Linked DNA regions of Siniperca chuatsi: region 1 is linked to region 2. A link is a contact called in public Hi-C data. All regions are on one chromosome and are shown on one strand. The core of a region is the stretch at or near the end of the contact, and the rest is flanking DNA. Distances in the headings are between cores, read along the strand shown. Region 1 holds the start of LOC122888753 (putative fibroblast growth factor 1). Region 2 overlaps LOC122888751 (rho GTPase-activating protein 26-like).

Region 1 (3,104 bases), core at 285-2,784, 57 kb before region 2:
CACGAAAGAAAACAGGAAGGGGAGGACAGCGCCGCCTTCATGATGTGATTACGGGAAATGCTCCCTTCCCCAGCCTCCTTCAATCACTTTCTCCCTCTGTCTGTCTCTCTGTTTCTCTCTGTCAACCTTTTAAGGTACTCTTTTTCTGATGAAACCAGCCGGGGAATCAGATCTGGATGGAGGCCAGGCAGAGCCGCCACATGACCAAACTTGTTTTCCGACCGAACATCACTTAGATTCTTTCTTTGTGGTAATAATTTCCAGATGCAGTGATGTAACTTTCACCTGGAATCAGTGCAAGGCCAGACAACAAAATAAACATGTGGACGAAGGACAGAAAATTTGCTCTAATGGTTTTACTCCCTGCTGGAAATGTTGCAAGTGCCAGCAGTAGTCTAATAAGTATATGCTACAGTTTGACACATCACATTGTAATCTACAAGTGAAACACAATAGCCATTTTCCTCACATTGTTTGAGGCAAAAATGTTTTGTATTAACACCCTGAATTCAGTTGGCTTTAGCTGACTACATTTTACAGTCAAACAAATCTCCAGCAGCCAAACACTTGAAATCTTTCCACTTGTGGAACTTGAATCCATCCAGCCCTGTCAGGCTTACCCTTGGACTGTCTGCTTCCTCAAAAGCTTATCCAAAAAACAATCAAGCCCACTTTAAAGCCACAATGTCAGTGTAATCTCAATATCCTGGAGGGTAGCGATCCCAGAGCAGCAGTGGCTGTCATTAAGTCTGTCCTGTCAAATAGAAAAGGAGCAGGGAAGCAGTGAAGGACCCAGCCAAGCAGTGGTACTGTACAACTCTGGTCTTTGTTATCATTTGTAGCCAGAGGTAGAGTATAACTGCAATAGAGCCAGGCTAGCCCACATCTGGAATGTCTTGGAGAGGCATAAGAAACAGAGGGAGGAAGAGAGGAATGAGAGAGGGAGAAGGAAAGTGAAAGACAGACCAGTGCAAAGCCACAAGAGGAATGTAAGGCCTACCCACTCACAGCCGACTTTTCCTAAGAACACGACCAGGACGTTGTATTACAGGCTTTGAGAAGCCAGTTAGAGCCAGACTGGTCCACAGGGACCTTTGGACAGAGCTTCTGGTGGGAATGACATTAAAAGTCCAACCATTGACCAAGTCAACGTTCGGAATGCGTGGGAGGAGAGATTGAACCAGTGTGTATGTTTGGATCGGGGGAAGATAGTTGAAGGGGATTGTGTTTGGGCTAAAGTAGAGTAAGATAGTACAGTAAGATCAGTATCACCTTGCTTTCCTGTCATCAAAGATCTGTTATTAATGAATCAGCAGAGGTGATTACTAGCAAGAAAAAAGTTCCCACACAAACAACAAAGCTCCTCTGATCTAGTGAGTCAGTCACCTACCTGTGAGAAAGTCATGTGACAGTGCCCCAGATGTGCCAGCATGTCCTTCTCTTTTCCTCTTTTTACTGAGGTTTGGGTGAAACCGGCTCCTTGTGCCTTTTGTGCCAAACTTTCTTCCTCTTTTCTCTACCAGAGAAGTGGCTGGACTATAGTGTGTATGCCTGTATTTGTACCCCCCCACCACCCTTCTAACAACGTCAGAGGACTCATTTTAACAGGCCAACGTCAGGACTAAAATTACTGCTCTAGACTAGAGAGAGACTGAGACAGTGTGACGCAAGTGTCCAGGCCGTGGGATCCAGCCAGAGCCTGGAAATGAGCAGGGCTGCCTGTCTGACTGAGCGCTGATACATTCTTATAGCACTGTCCTCCTGGAGACACTGGCGAGCAACACAATATAAACATTTATAAAAGACACAAAGCAGATGACTTCAGTTCCCAGAATTAATCTTACATAATGCCAGTACCTTAGCCCAGTGGCGACAGTGCAAAGGATAGTTGCTTTGCATTCCTGCAAAGTTAAAATATCTACTCGTCAAAAATAAAAACACATTTGACAATAAATAATCGCACATACAGTAAATGTCCTCAATACATACATGCAGGTACAGACATAAGAGGCATGAGGTCAGGGGACGATGATGTTTGATTTCAGATACAATACTTCATAAATGAAAGGCAGAATTTGTTTTCTGTTTTTAAAAAATGTAATTGATCATCAGTGCCACTCCGCCTCTCAGATTCCAGTTTTGTAATTAGGACCCCAACAGGAGTGAGCAAACGGCAATGCTGATATACTTTCTGGATAGTTTCTGTCTGCAAACAAACTGTGCTTCAGACTGTCACTGACATCCAAGCAGCTCCTGACAAGAAAAAGCCAAAAAGATATAACAGTATGAATGTAAGAAGAAATTGAATACAAACCTATTATTGTGATCAGAGAATAACTTTAACTCACTGGAGGATAAATGATGGTAGTGGTTTATAAATCATAATTTTGCAGGACACATTAAAAGCATTTGAATGCACTCAGTTTAAAAATATATATTTCGATACGTACTGTGGGGTGTTGACATTTCTCAAAATGATGAAAAAATGGCTTCTAAGAATGCAGCAATCTCAGTATCTATTTTTGCACACTTTCACTGTTGCTGTCTCGCACTTGCATGACAATAAACAGCAGCAGTGCGCAGGCTGAGTGAATTATTTACAGTGGTTGCCTCGCCTCTGTCTCATTCTAATGGAAACTCTTCTCTCTATAATTCATCCTCTACAGTACATCTGCATTTTAAAAACACACTTAAAATCATGAGACATAAGACAAAAAAGAGTGACTACACTGCCAAAAAGTGGAGAGCCTGACCTACTTTTCTTTCACCTGTTCATCGCTGAGCTTGTTTGCTGGAAATAGATGCTTTACCTCTATGTACCAGGAGATGGCAGAATAGGTCCACTATCGCAGTAAAAAAATCAGTTTGGCTGCCTATTCATTCATAGCAACATAAAACCTTTCCACAAACTATCACAAAAGTGTAAAATTCCAGTGACACTTTAGTTGGCTAAAGTTCCCTTTACATAATATATGAAAAGGATCTGTTGTTTTACCATTCTTAGGGAGCTGTGAGACACCCCCTCACTAATCAGGTTGAAACAGGTTAAATCACATTTAGAGTATACTGCATACACAGATACTCAGACAAAAAAAAAATATTTC
Region 2 (2,887 bases), core at 162-2,661:
AAGTTCCAGTGAGAGCCTCCTTAATGCAGGATAATTACAGTATTTTCTTGAGAGTCAATATACTGTAATATTAAGTACATCACTTGTTATTTTGGGATACTTTTTTATATTCAGTTATCGTAATTTTATACACACTGAATTCAAGAATTTGTGTTGATAACCAAATATAGTATATTTGACTGAAAGCCCCGGCATTACAGCTTTACTTTGTGCAAAGAAGAGATAATAGAACAAGCCAAATACCATCAGTATATCTTGGACATTGAAAACAATGCCATGATACGACATTCTGCCTATACTGCAGACTTGTATTATAAGTGTTAATGACACCTTTAAATGCTCAGTCTTTATTGTGAAGTTCACCATCTTAATCAGTTGCCACACATTGACCTTGCACTGAGAGAATTTGGGAAAGTCCTTTTAAGACAGGCTTTTAATAAAAAGCTGTAGTATAAATATATGTACAGAATATTTACTGCATGTCTTAGGGTCTCCCTCTTCTTGTACATGAATGTATATCAAGGTCTGAACCATTACAACATGACCTAGATAGGAGATTAGAGGAATACATAATCCTGCCATAAATCACTGATTCCCACTGGGGGCTCTCATAGGCCAGCAGGGCTCCCTTATGGTGTGGCTGGTGTTGCTTTAGTGTTTCAGTGTGTATAAATCTTTTTGTACCCTGACTGAATGTACAGGAGGGTATGGAAACATTGAACATAAAAAAGTAAGCAAGTAGGTAAACAGAAGGGCTCAAGATTTACTATATAAATATTGTGTTTATTAGACTTTTTAATTTAAATTTTTTGCACTATAGACTTTTATCAACAAACACTGAAGTTAATGGATAAATACTACACTGTACATTTTAAGGTAATCCCTTGCCCCATGTAATAAATATGCCATGTTTCAATGTTCAAATCTCCTTACAGCAGGTCATGGTGCACTATGTGCTGTCATTAGCCATAGGACCTAGATGAGTAGCCACAGGGGTTCCCCTGATAGATGCAGTATTATTATCAGTGTATACTCTGCTAATCCGCCCCCTTACAGCAGGTCATTGTTTGATTGTGACATGGTGGCCAGATTAAGAAGTGAACGCATAATCTGTGCAGTTAAGTCACCATGAGCGATGTACTAATCCCAGTTTAGCCCTAAAAGAACCGACAACATCTTCGCCTGGCACAATTTCACCTTGTCCTAAAGCTTTCAGACCTGGCAGTCCTCTCACACAAGAGGAGTTTTAGGAAAGTTACAGTGAGTGGATAAAGAACAGTAGAATGTGTTTAAAACAGTTTATTTAAAGATAACTCAGGCCCAGCTTTTAATCTTATTCACCATGGAATTCAAGCAAATCAAATTGTGGCAGAAACAAAGTATCAAGAAACGCATTGCACAAGTCATCAGTCTAAGCCCCATGCAAGGCACAGCAGATGCTGCCTCCGTTAAGGATATGTTTAATGATACACTGTTAGTGAACTTTGGTACTGTGGTGAACTAAAAAAAAGCACAAATAAAGTGAGTGTTTACAAAACGTTTTATGCCATGTGCTGTTCGCAGAAACAGGCAGGGAGTGATGATGTATTGGTTGGCTTCATGTTTCAGTGGGACCTCCTAGGAATTGTTGACATGACAGAGCACTGGAGTGTAGCTGTGATGAGTCAATCTGGTGGCAGGGCATGATCCTGTATAAAACATTTACTTTACTTTTCTGGAAATAGAAAAAGAAAATCATCAGTTAGCAATCATACCAGGAGGAGATTGCCACCTGGTGGCTGAGGATGGAAGTAACTTAAATTAAACCAATTTAAATGCCTCTTTAACTTTTTCACCAAAAATGTGGTTAAAAAACAAAACAACGAACAGTGATTGATAGAAAACATTATATTTATGCTGGCTGTGTAGTTTGTAATTTCCTTTCACAAAGGAAGTCAGACAATCAAGCTTGCTTAAGTATATGTTTTAAATGTATTTTTAATCAAAAGTATGTAATGAACCCATAATGAGGGGCACACAGGAGAGCAGCAGTGTTTTCAGACATGATTTCCACAGTGATTATGAAAAAGTCAAAGAGGCAGAAAACAGAGGCCTTGTTGTTTAGAGGAACGTTCATCATCTCTGATGCGTTCTGCAGCTGCTGTCTATTCCTCCTCTGGCCCTGAGGACTCTTCTTGCTGTTGAAACTGGCTTGGCAGTGAAGCACCTGTGTCATGTGACTGCAACGGGGGCTGACATCATCAGCTTGTCAGAGTTCAGACTGACGAGGCATTATCTCATTGCTTTCACTGATCTGGGAGGTTTATTTCCTTTGCAAATGTCTTTCCAAGAGAAGTTGGAAAAACTAGTTCACACGAACACAAATAAGGAAGACAATAAAACAGTGCTGTTCAGTGATTTATAACATTACCCCCAATTGGCCTTTTTCACAGCAGACATTTTGACTTGTCGTAGTAGGAAAAGCACAGGTGTTACTAATAACATTAACGATGTGTCCCAGTAAGCCATGACAGTGTGACACTGAGCCAGCATGCACAATCCCAGGACCCTGAAACTGAAGCAGCTAAATGGAATCCAGCCATCATTTATTTTATTATTTACACCTGTATTTCCCACTGTGACATGTCAAAATATCTTCTGTGAAAAAGGCCAATGGCCTAATTATTAGGCCCTAATATAACCACAGATCACTGGCTCACTGGTTTGGCTCATTGGTTCCCACAGGACAGATTATGGTATGGATCATTTTGGTGATAAAATTGGTGTATCTGCAATCCTTCCAGGAATTTGAGTTTGAATAACAACTTTATAGCAATGTGGATAATACTGGTTTAACTGGCATTACAACTATTATTTTTGTTATCATTATTATTATTTTATAATAACA

The links. A called contact is a pair of places that touch in the nucleus more often than the background predicts.
Region 1: a contact with region 2 is called in a Hi-C map of liver, with 4 times the contacts expected there. The contact joins the promoter of LOC122888753 here to the enhancer-like site in region 2. A contact is called at or near these places in 3 of 3 Hi-C or Micro-C datasets (liver, skeletal muscle and an unstated tissue).

The regions. Positions count from the first base shown.
Region 1 is chrLG14:18,316,632-18,319,735 of ASM2008510v1, reverse strand. LOC122888753 (putative fibroblast growth factor 1) reads right to left here and starts at 1,534. Exons shown (of 4, transcript XM_044223568.1): 1 at 1,391-1,534. The coding sequence starts at 1,432.
Region 2 is chrLG14:18,259,340-18,262,226 of ASM2008510v1, reverse strand. All of the region lies in intron 5 of LOC122888751 (rho GTPase-activating protein 26-like), which reads left to right. Among protein-coding and RNA genes, the nearest start is that of LOC122888751, 51 kb to the left of the region's middle. Within about 2 kb of position 1,411, the one cell type or tissue checked has an H3K27ac peak away from gene starts, as active enhancers do. A contact at or near this core is called in liver, where this site is marked.